Linked DNA regions of Sus scrofa: all the other regions are linked to region 1. The links are chromatin contacts, called in public HiChIP or PLAC-seq and promoter capture Hi-C maps. All regions are on one chromosome and are shown on one strand. The core of a region is the stretch at or near the end of the contact, and the rest is flanking DNA. Distances in the headings are between cores, read along the strand shown. Region 1 overlaps ITGA4 (integrin alpha-4). Region 2 overlaps LOC110257027 (a long non-coding RNA gene). Region 3 has its middle 49 kb from the start of NEUROD1.

Region 1 (2,968 bases), core at 186-2,685:
TGACTTGGGGTCCCATCTTCTACTTGCTAGCTAAGTAATTCTAGAAAAAGTCCTTGCAACTCTCTGAGTCAGAGTCCTCATGGGTAAAATAAGAACAATGCCACTTTTCAGAAAATAAGCAACATACATAGCAGTTCTTAACAATATTTAGAACAAGATATAGTCTGAATTAATATTAGTTCCCCTTTCTTCTCCCATGTGTCTGTGCAAAGCAAATCTGCTTTTGGATTTGAAACACGAACTTTCTCCCCTCCCTCATCAGAATGCATTTTTCAAGTCATCACAAACCTAAGAAGAGACATTAATAAATGACGTAAAATAGAGGTATCTACGTAACATCAGTTTTTGGAGAGAAAAAATAATAATTATACGTTAAGCTTTATTTTAAGTATATTAACAATGGAGATGCCACTTTTTGCTTGTGTTCTTTTAGATTTCACATTCAAAGTAAAACTATATCATTTTCTTTTTTAGAAAGCTCTTGGGCTAAATGACAGGATAGGGAATCAATTCCAATTGCTAATCCTTATCTATTCCTTAGCCTGTTCTTTAATAAGGCTGATATGTCAAAGATGGAAATAAAATTTTCAAGTCTTGGCTTAGCTGGATCCTGTCCTTAATGTGCTGAGAGACTTGAAAATGTGTTTTACAAATGCGGGAAGAAAGGGAGAGGTGAAAAGAAGGTTTCATAAAAAAACTTTTCCTTCACATAGTTTTGTCAGAGAACTGCAATCATTGTCACGAGTGAAGTTAGTGAAAATCATTCACTTGGAGAATAGGCAACAGGAGTTCTTCCAGGACTTGTGCTTCCTTGGGTATGTGGGGATGGGGGTGGGGAGGGGTCACTAGCTTCTGGTCGCAGACTCAACTCACCCAGCTGAAGCTGTTCGCAGTTCCGCTCCGGATTCTTTCCGATTCTGCATCTATAAATCGCCCCAGGGTTGACCACCGAAGTATTAGCTTGCCAGCTGGCGGTGGGCGCCCCGACTACCAGCCTAAAAAGAGAATTGTGCACGTGCGCGCAGACGTGAGCGGTGCTGCCCATTGAACTCCAGGTCTCTACAGACGTGCAGCTGGCAGCAGGGCCGCTCTCCCCACCTCCTCCTCCGCCCGCCCACCACCCCAAACTCCAGAACGCACACTGGGTGCTGCCACCTCAAGACAAATTAGTTTCCCGGGCACTTCTCTCGCGAGCTGGCCGTCTCTGCGTCCCCCTCCTTCCTCCTCCACAGGGAGGAAAGTTTCAACCCGCAGGGAATCCCTGAGGCGTCTTTTGCTCGCGGCTTTGAGTTACCGAGACCGACCCCACTCACCATCGGTTTGCCCCGTGGCTGTGCAGCACCACCGAGTAGCCGAACAAGGTTTTGGAGGGGCCCTTGTAGAGCAGCGGGCTCTCGGTATCCACGTTGTAGGCGCGCCCAGTCGGGACTCCCAAGAACAACAGTAGCATCACTGCTTTCGAGACGGCTGCCCTTCGGGGGCCAGGCCCGCGCCTCGATTGTACAGCCATGCGCTTGCGGAAAGGAACATTCAACACCAAACGACCATGGTCTATCTCAAAGTTGCGCGGGATGCGACGGTCAGCCAAGGGGAAGAGCGCCCCAAGAGAAGAGGCTCAGCGTGTCCGGCGCCGGCGGGCAGGCGGGAGGGAAGAAGGGAGGGAGGGACAGAAGGAGGGAGGGGAAGTCGGGCCGCAGCGGGCGGAGCGATCAGAGGTGGCCCGGGATGCTGCGCGCTTGCCGGGCCCCACGCCCTGTTTCTGGAGCCGAGGAGGTGAGGTACTCCCGAGGTCTGGGGCGCGGGCCGCTGGGTGGGGTCCCGGGCGTGGTGCAGAGGCGCAGTACCTAGCGCCGTTTCCCCCATCGCGCGGCTGTAGGGGGCGCTGGGGGACCTTAGCTGCGCAGGACGCGCGCCAGACTGGGGCCACCTAGTCCAAGCTGAGCGCGGGATGACGCCTGGCTCCTGGGACTTTGCAAGAGTAGGGCGAGAAGGGGCCCCGGGCTTCGCCTTTTAACTGTGGTTGGGGCCTAGATGCGTAGCGACGAGGTTCCAATCAGCCTCGAGAGCCCCACTATGAGGCTCCTCGACCTGCCCCGCCTGGCCTGGCCAGTTGCAAACTCGGGCACCGGGATGGACTGCGGTGGGGATTCATCCTGATCTTTCGTTGGTTAAGCGCTATATTTGATTTGGGGGCCATAAGGAACCACTAGAAAAATCAATCAGGGAGACACAAATTAAAAACAAACAAAAGGCACTCCCTGAAGGCACCTGAGAAATATTTTGGTGACAAAGACGTTTTGGTATTCACTTTGAGACTCAGAGCCCTGCACCCCTCTATGCCCACTTCCTTCCTCCCCGCACTTCCTCTTAAGTCCCAGCCTATTGCTTGAAGAGCAGTGGCTAGGGCTGAACAAGAGGGGCGGGTGTTTTAAGGCTATTGCTAAGTCCAAGGGCTGGATTAAGGAAGCGCTGTGACTTGCCTCGTTTCAAAAGATTCCTCTGTTGGGACTCTTGACGCTCCCCATTTCCACACATCCACCCAGTTGCCACCGGATGCACCTGCCATCAGGGCTCAGACCCAGTTGAGGTCAAGAGACACACACCACAATGAGCCTATGAAAAAGCGCTGAGGACCCACAGCACAACACACCTGAACTGGGCTTGATTCTCATCCTAATTAATCCATGGTGTGCTTCAGGTTTCTTTCTAGAGCAACCAGCCACAGCCATAAATGATTAGGATGGTATTTGTAGGCAATGCAGGTCCAAGTTAATATATTATTACTCTATGGTAAAAAAACATAAGAAAACGTGCTCATCACATAGTGTCTGTGCACATTAAAACAACTGAAATAGCACATCTGAAGTTGTAAAGGCAGATACATAATTAAAATACTTGTTCCTTTTTTCAACATATTCATTGAATGGGCACTTGGTAGGCCCACAGAATGCCAAGGTGAACAAGGCAG
Region 2 (2,968 bases), core at 166-2,665, 310 kb after region 1:
TTATACGGATGATATTTATATTGGAGGAAGAGCAGAAAATCTGCACTTCCTCTTAAAGATAAGTGTTCACATCCTACTCTTATTTATTTGGCAAAACACAGACTGTTGATCTTCTACTCGCTAGACAAAACAAAAAGATGTTAATGATATTTTATTTTATTTTGTATTTTTAGGGCTGCACTCGCGGCAGATGGAGGTTCCCAGGCTAGGGGTTGAATTGGAGCTGTAGCCGCTGGTGTATCACAGTCACAGCAATGCTAGATCCAAGTCACAACTGCAACCTATGCCCACAGCTCAGGAAAGCTGGATCCTTAACCCACTGAGCAAGGCCAGGGATCGAACCTGTATCCTCATGGATACTAGTCAGTTTCATTTCCACTGAGCCACTCTGGGAACTCCAAATGATGTTATTTTAAATAAGGCAGTATAAGAGCTGGGTTCTAGAGTCTGCAAACTTCTCAGATCCACCTACTAGTTCTGTGGCCTCAGGTCAGTTATTGTTTCAGTTCCTTCACTCACTGAAAGCAGATAGTGGTAGTATCAGTGGTCCAGAAAACTTGTGGATAGAAATGAGTTAGCACAGGTTTAGAGCTTAGTACACAATATGACACATAGTAAGAACGCAATACATGTTTGTTGTTACAATATGATTAGATAGTTCCTCATATGAGCATTGCAGACACGCAAAATCTATGTGAGCCTTGCTTTCAAATGCAGCTGGTGCATCTCACCAAAAAAAAAAAAAAAGGTAATAAAGAAAAGCTCTAATACGTCTGAATATCTTTATTTTTCTAGTTTTACACAGTCACAATAAAGTTAGTCAAGGGTTTAGTCCAAATTCTGGCCAGGTGCTTTATTTCTTCATTCATTCATTTAAAAGAAAGAAAAGAAAAGAAAAAATACTTATGGAACCCCTATTATATCCAGGCATATATTTGGTAGTGAGATACAATTTCAAAAAAAAAAAGAATTATAACCTCTGTCTTCATGTTTTAAGGATGACAAATATTAATCAAATTATTAAACAATGAATGTAAAATTACAACTACAAAAAGAGGTGTATAAAGGAGAAAAACCTGGTGCTTATGGGAGGATAACTTTAAAAGGAAATGAACAAATTGTGTTGGTGAGGGAAGCTTCCCTGAGGAAGTGAACATTGAATTGGTATCAGAAGAATGAGAGGAATTACCAGGACAAGAACAGTGAGCTACTCGTTGAGCTACTCAGCTCCAAGAACAAAGATCTATGTGTAGGTAGGAGGGAACTTGGCCCCTTTGACGACCTGAAGGAAGGCAAGTGAAATGGGAGCTCAGAGAAGAAGCATGGATGAGGTGAAGCTGATGAGTCAGCCAAACCCTGCAAGCCCTGATAAGAGTTTGTTTTCTTATCCTAAGAACAGAGGAAAACCACTGAAGAATTTTAAGCCTGGTATGTTGTCGGTGTTGAGGAGAGGAAGAAGTTGATATGATCCAATGTGAATTCTGTGTGTGAAGAAGAGTTTTAGAGGGGGTCAGACAACTTGTGGAGAAACTAATTAGGAGACTGTTGTCTGGGTTCAAGAAAGATAATGTGGAAGCCTAGATTAGGGCAGTTGAGCTAGAAACATTTGCAAGTGATAGACAGAGAAGAGCTTTGTTTTCCATAAAATATGCATTCTTGTCTTTCACCGCCCAAGCACGTTTTTTTTGTGTGTGTGAAGGTATTTTCCTTTTGGACTGTTCTAGAGAAGCCAAGTAAAGCTAATGGTAGGTGTAGGGCTTCCATACACATTTGAATTCAATGAGGGGAGAAATGCCAATTTCTAAATTATCAGCATCATCTCCCTCTAGGTGAAAGAACTTGTTCAGTTTTACCATAAACATGCAACACTGAAAATGAACCAAAGTAAATAATTTCTATTGAAACATTTTTACTACAAAAATGCTATAAGTAAACAATCATTTATTATTTTTAGTTATTTATTTTCCACTATACAGCATGGGGACCAAGTTACACATACATGTATACATATTTCTTCCTCCCACTGTTGTGTACAATCATTTATTTTTAAAAACATACATTAAGAGCAGAAATACTTTTGAATTCACGTTGAAAAAAACTAAACACACCCAGGAAAGGAAGAAAGTCATAAGAAACAGATCAAATAGTAATTCTAAAATAACCATTGGCATTGTCTTTGGAATCTAAAGAAGACCCGCTTACAGCCTTAAGAAGTTTCTTCCATATTTTGGCCACTAAGCAAAAATGCTTTGTATGTAAAAAAAAATGTATGTAAAAAAAAAAATGTATGTAAAAAAAAATGCTTTGTATGTAAAAGTGCAGTAGCCAAGGCAGCTTCCTAGTACCTCAGAGCAAATGAATGAATGCAGACACACACACAAGGGCACTTAAATACACTGAAATACATTGAGCTCACATTATCTCAAAGGATTAAGACACAAAACCAAAAATACAGCACAAAACTCAACTTCATTTTGCAAAACAGATATGCAGAAACATCCATTACAATGTTCTCTAAGATAAATTGTCTTTTTCAACTAAAAGAAGAAAAAAAAGGAAACCATTGGCAGCCTAGTTCTCCCAGAGCAGAAGTGAGACATTAATTTAGATCACTGGGCACACTGAGAAGTTACTGCACCGCAGGGATTTCCAATTACATAATGCAGAATCAGAACTGTGTCTGGGTGTCACTTGGCTGCCAGCATCCATGGGTGAGCTGTATAACACTCCTCTGTCATGTAGCTCATGTGAGAAAAGAATTCTGCTGTTCTGAGAAATGGCCCTCATCTTGGAGACCTTCCCAGTTACACAAGAGAGTGTAATTTCCACATTATCCCCAGGCATACTGTCTAGGATGATAAGTCTATGATAGCTTTATGTGTAAATTATACATACTGTTCTACTAAGGAAAGGCGTGCAAACTACTTTGGGGTTATGGCAGGGCAGAAAAACAAAATCAATTTGTTTT
Region 3 (2,968 bases), core at 246-2,745, 280 kb before region 1:
AGCCTAATTAATTGCATGTATAAATTGAATTAAAACACTGAGAGGTATTGCATAAAAAAATAGAAAAATAGAAACTTCTCCTAAATCCAGAAAAAAATAGAAATAATTCTTACCTGCGATGTTTAAAACATTTATTCATTCATGTATCAAGTGTATCTTGATTTCCAACAGTGTTCCAGGTATGGTGCTAAGTTCTAGGGATAACAACATATCCTAGAAATTGTTCTCCCAGAAGGGAGAGTATCATTGATAGAAGGAACTCAAAACTGCGAGGCTGAAGGAGGTATGAATTGAAGAAGAATGAAAAATTAGATTCCTTTCTAAGAAATAATGTAAAGTCATTTCAGTATATAGACTAAAGTATCTGACTGCACCCTTATGAGCTATTCCTGGAAATGCTGTTTTCATTCTTAGGCTAAGCATCATAAACTGAAAACCAACCAAACAAAAATGACTAAGGCGATGATGAGTTTGAATGACTAATGGGAGAAATTTAAGGGAAGCTAAATATGAGCCATCTGACTCTATAGACTAAATGAGGTCTAAAAATAGAACACTGATGAGGGGGTTGGCATTGTTTTCCAGAGCCATAGAGATAACCATGGGAGTGAGCAGTAAGAGGAGTTAGGAAAACATACACAGTATCAGAAAAAAACTTCCTGTCAGAGAACACCATTAGCTTAATACCATCACTCCGGGGAAGATGTCAGACTTTCCACTTGTTGATCTGTTGGGAACCCACTGACTGAAACTCTGGGGTGTATATTTTGTATTGTTAGTTACCTAGGACAATGGACTGGTGACACCTCTTGGCCTCTGATCTACACTGTGCCAATGCTAAGGAGAGGAGTGAAAAATCACACAGAGAAGGGGTCAAGGGAAATCAAGCATGTTCTTACTGTAATGTGGACACAGATGATGGAATTTTTTAAAATAACATACTACCCAATTAACTGCCCCCCCCCATTCACATGTTCTTTCTCTCCCATTTGGGAGACAACTGAATTCTAGCCCTTAATGCCATTAACTAGACATAATACAGACATGTTGTTTAAAACAAGAAGAAAAAGAAGTCACACTTGCCATGTAAAACAATTCAAATTCCTGGTTCTCTTTCTCCTGTCCTGAAATAAGGAAATAATGCAGAAAAAGTCACCTGGCCTAAGTGAGTTAGTTCAAGAGCACTCCGTCTGTCGGATTTTCTCAGACTTGTCCTCAGCCTCAAGTTCTGTGACAGTGACTTCCACAGAATCAAAATGTCTCCTGATCTTGTCGGATAGGTAAAAACTCTCAATCAGCCCATACTTGCCTCTAATCTAACCATGGCAGAGAGGCATAGACATTAATTATCTTCTGTTGCATTTTTTAAAGGGCAGGAAACAAAAAAAGCTCTGTTGCTTCAACAACTGCCCTTTGGTTCTATGACTAGGCACCTTTGCTTGGCTTCCATTCTCAGCCTTGGGATTAGAGCCCAGTTGTGTTATTCTCATAACTTCTGCTTTGTGGTTTGGACCTTGGCTCTTTTTGTTGCTTATGTGACTTCCGACTTTAACCATCTGCCTTGTTCCTAGATTGACAACTGGCTCCACTTGTTTTTGGTTTCCTGATATGTTTTCCCCTCTCCTAGACTATGACCCTGATGTTTATTCATGGAACTTTTCCCTCATCTTTGTTTTGATTTGTGGGGTAATTAAAAAAAAAATCGTTTCATGCTTAATCTGATCAGCTCTGCTGGAAAAACATCTCTTTCTGGTTTTCAGACCTGTACCTCAGTATTTATCATGTGAAAACCCCATATTTATTTCTTCATTCTAAGTGTAAAGGAATCATTATGATAACAATAATATCTTTGTGGAAGTAACATAAAATAGTTTAAATTATCCTTTAAGCCATATGCTATTAGTTACTATTAGTCACTTTTATAAGTAAAGGGCTTTTTTTTTTCTTTTACTACTTATACTTTTTTTTTTTTCAAAGAATTGAGGTAGTGGGATTTTTTGGTTTACTGTGAGCGGTGGTTAGAAATATAGGTTCTAGAATAACCATGTAACTGATATATCCAATTGGTTTACTACAGCATTACCCAGCATAACTTATTATGTATACTCTATAATTTTCTTGCATAAGTAAATTATTGTTATTTCTTTTAAGTAAAGCTACATTCGCATTTTTCCTCCCTCCATAATTTAGAAATTTTGATCAACAGACAGGTAAATAAATGGTCTTTCTTGATGAGTTATAATTAAAGTAACAAACATTTACTTATGTCAGGAAATAGATTGCCTTAAAGTATACCTATGAATATGCCTCAAGAGGACTCATGTGACTTCAATAGCAGAAAGTACTTATAATAGAAAATTGCAATTCTAAACTCTGGTGAGGTACAACCTCTATGGCTCCCACATTTACTAAAACTATCCCACGGCCTATAGAAATTCTCTGGATTTTAGAAATATCAATTAATTCTACTCCTTTTCAGCTGCTTCCAAAGAGCAAGTTGACAAGAACAGCATTAGTTAACATGATTGCCTAATTTCTTCTTGGTAATCTGCCGTAATTGTCAGAGCATATGACTAGGGTACAGAAGCTGTAATGACTTGTCAATCCATGTATGCTCTCCCTACCCCCATAAATTTGTGACATAGGTTTCCAGACCATGTGGACTTTGGAATTCTACATAATCCAGCAATTTTGCACCCAGGGTATGAACCATAGATCAGAGGTCAGCCTAATCATTTGGAACTTCAGGGAACCAAAAAGAAAACTTCTCACCTCTAAATCATCATGCTATGCTGTTTTTAAAATTGGCAATAAGAAATCTTTAGAAATCTAAGAATTTGCTAATAACAGATCCTAAATCTGAATCTTAGAATTGAGACATTTTAGGAATTGGGGTTTAATTATGTCTAGTTTTGTTAACAATATAAGTTTAAATTACATGTAATTATCATTTTTATAGATTAAAAAG

What was found. Promoter capture Hi-C pulls out the DNA fragments that hold promoters and counts their contacts. HiChIP or PLAC-seq counts read pairs in DNA pulled down with a chosen protein or histone mark.
Region 2: a promoter capture Hi-C map of fetal liver shows a contact between it and region 1, with 5 times the contacts expected there. The contact joins two enhancer-like sites. A contact is called at or near these places in 1 of 5 promoter capture datasets (fetal liver), 1 of 47 Hi-C or Micro-C datasets (blood) and 1 of 2 datasets of contacts at active chromatin or transcription factors (alveolar macrophages).
Region 3: a contact with region 1 is called in an H3K27ac HiChIP or PLAC-seq map of alveolar macrophages. The contact joins two enhancer-like sites. A contact is called at or near these places in 1 of 47 Hi-C or Micro-C datasets (embryonic fibroblasts) and 1 of 2 datasets of contacts at active chromatin or transcription factors (alveolar macrophages).

Annotation. Positions count from the first base shown.
Region 1 is chr15:86,946,033-86,949,000 of Sscrofa11.1, reverse strand. It overlaps ITGA4 (integrin alpha-4), which reads right to left. Exons shown (of 27, transcript XM_013982231.2): 1 at 1,314-2,968; 2 at 874-995. The coding sequence starts at 1,510. Among named protein-coding and RNA genes, the nearest start is that of ITGA4, 5.4 kb to the right of the region's middle. Within about 2 kb of position 1,435, at least 40 of the 83 cell types and tissues checked have an H3K27ac peak or open chromatin away from gene starts, as enhancers often do. A contact at or near this core is called in alveolar macrophages and fetal liver, where this site is marked.
Region 2 is chr15:86,638,693-86,641,660 of Sscrofa11.1, reverse strand. All of the region lies in intron 1 of LOC110257027 (a long non-coding RNA gene), which reads right to left. Among named protein-coding and RNA genes, the nearest start is that of UBE2E3, 170 kb to the right of the region's middle. Within about 2 kb of position 1,415, at least 13 of the 83 cell types and tissues checked have an H3K27ac peak or open chromatin away from gene starts, as enhancers often do. A contact at or near this core is called in fetal liver, where this site is marked.
Region 3 is chr15:87,227,843-87,230,810 of Sscrofa11.1, reverse strand. No RefSeq gene overlaps it. Among named protein-coding and RNA genes, the nearest start is that of NEUROD1, 49 kb to the right of the region's middle. Within about 2 kb of position 1,495, at least 10 of the 83 cell types and tissues checked have an H3K27ac peak or open chromatin away from gene starts, as enhancers often do. A contact at or near this core is called in alveolar macrophages, where this site is marked.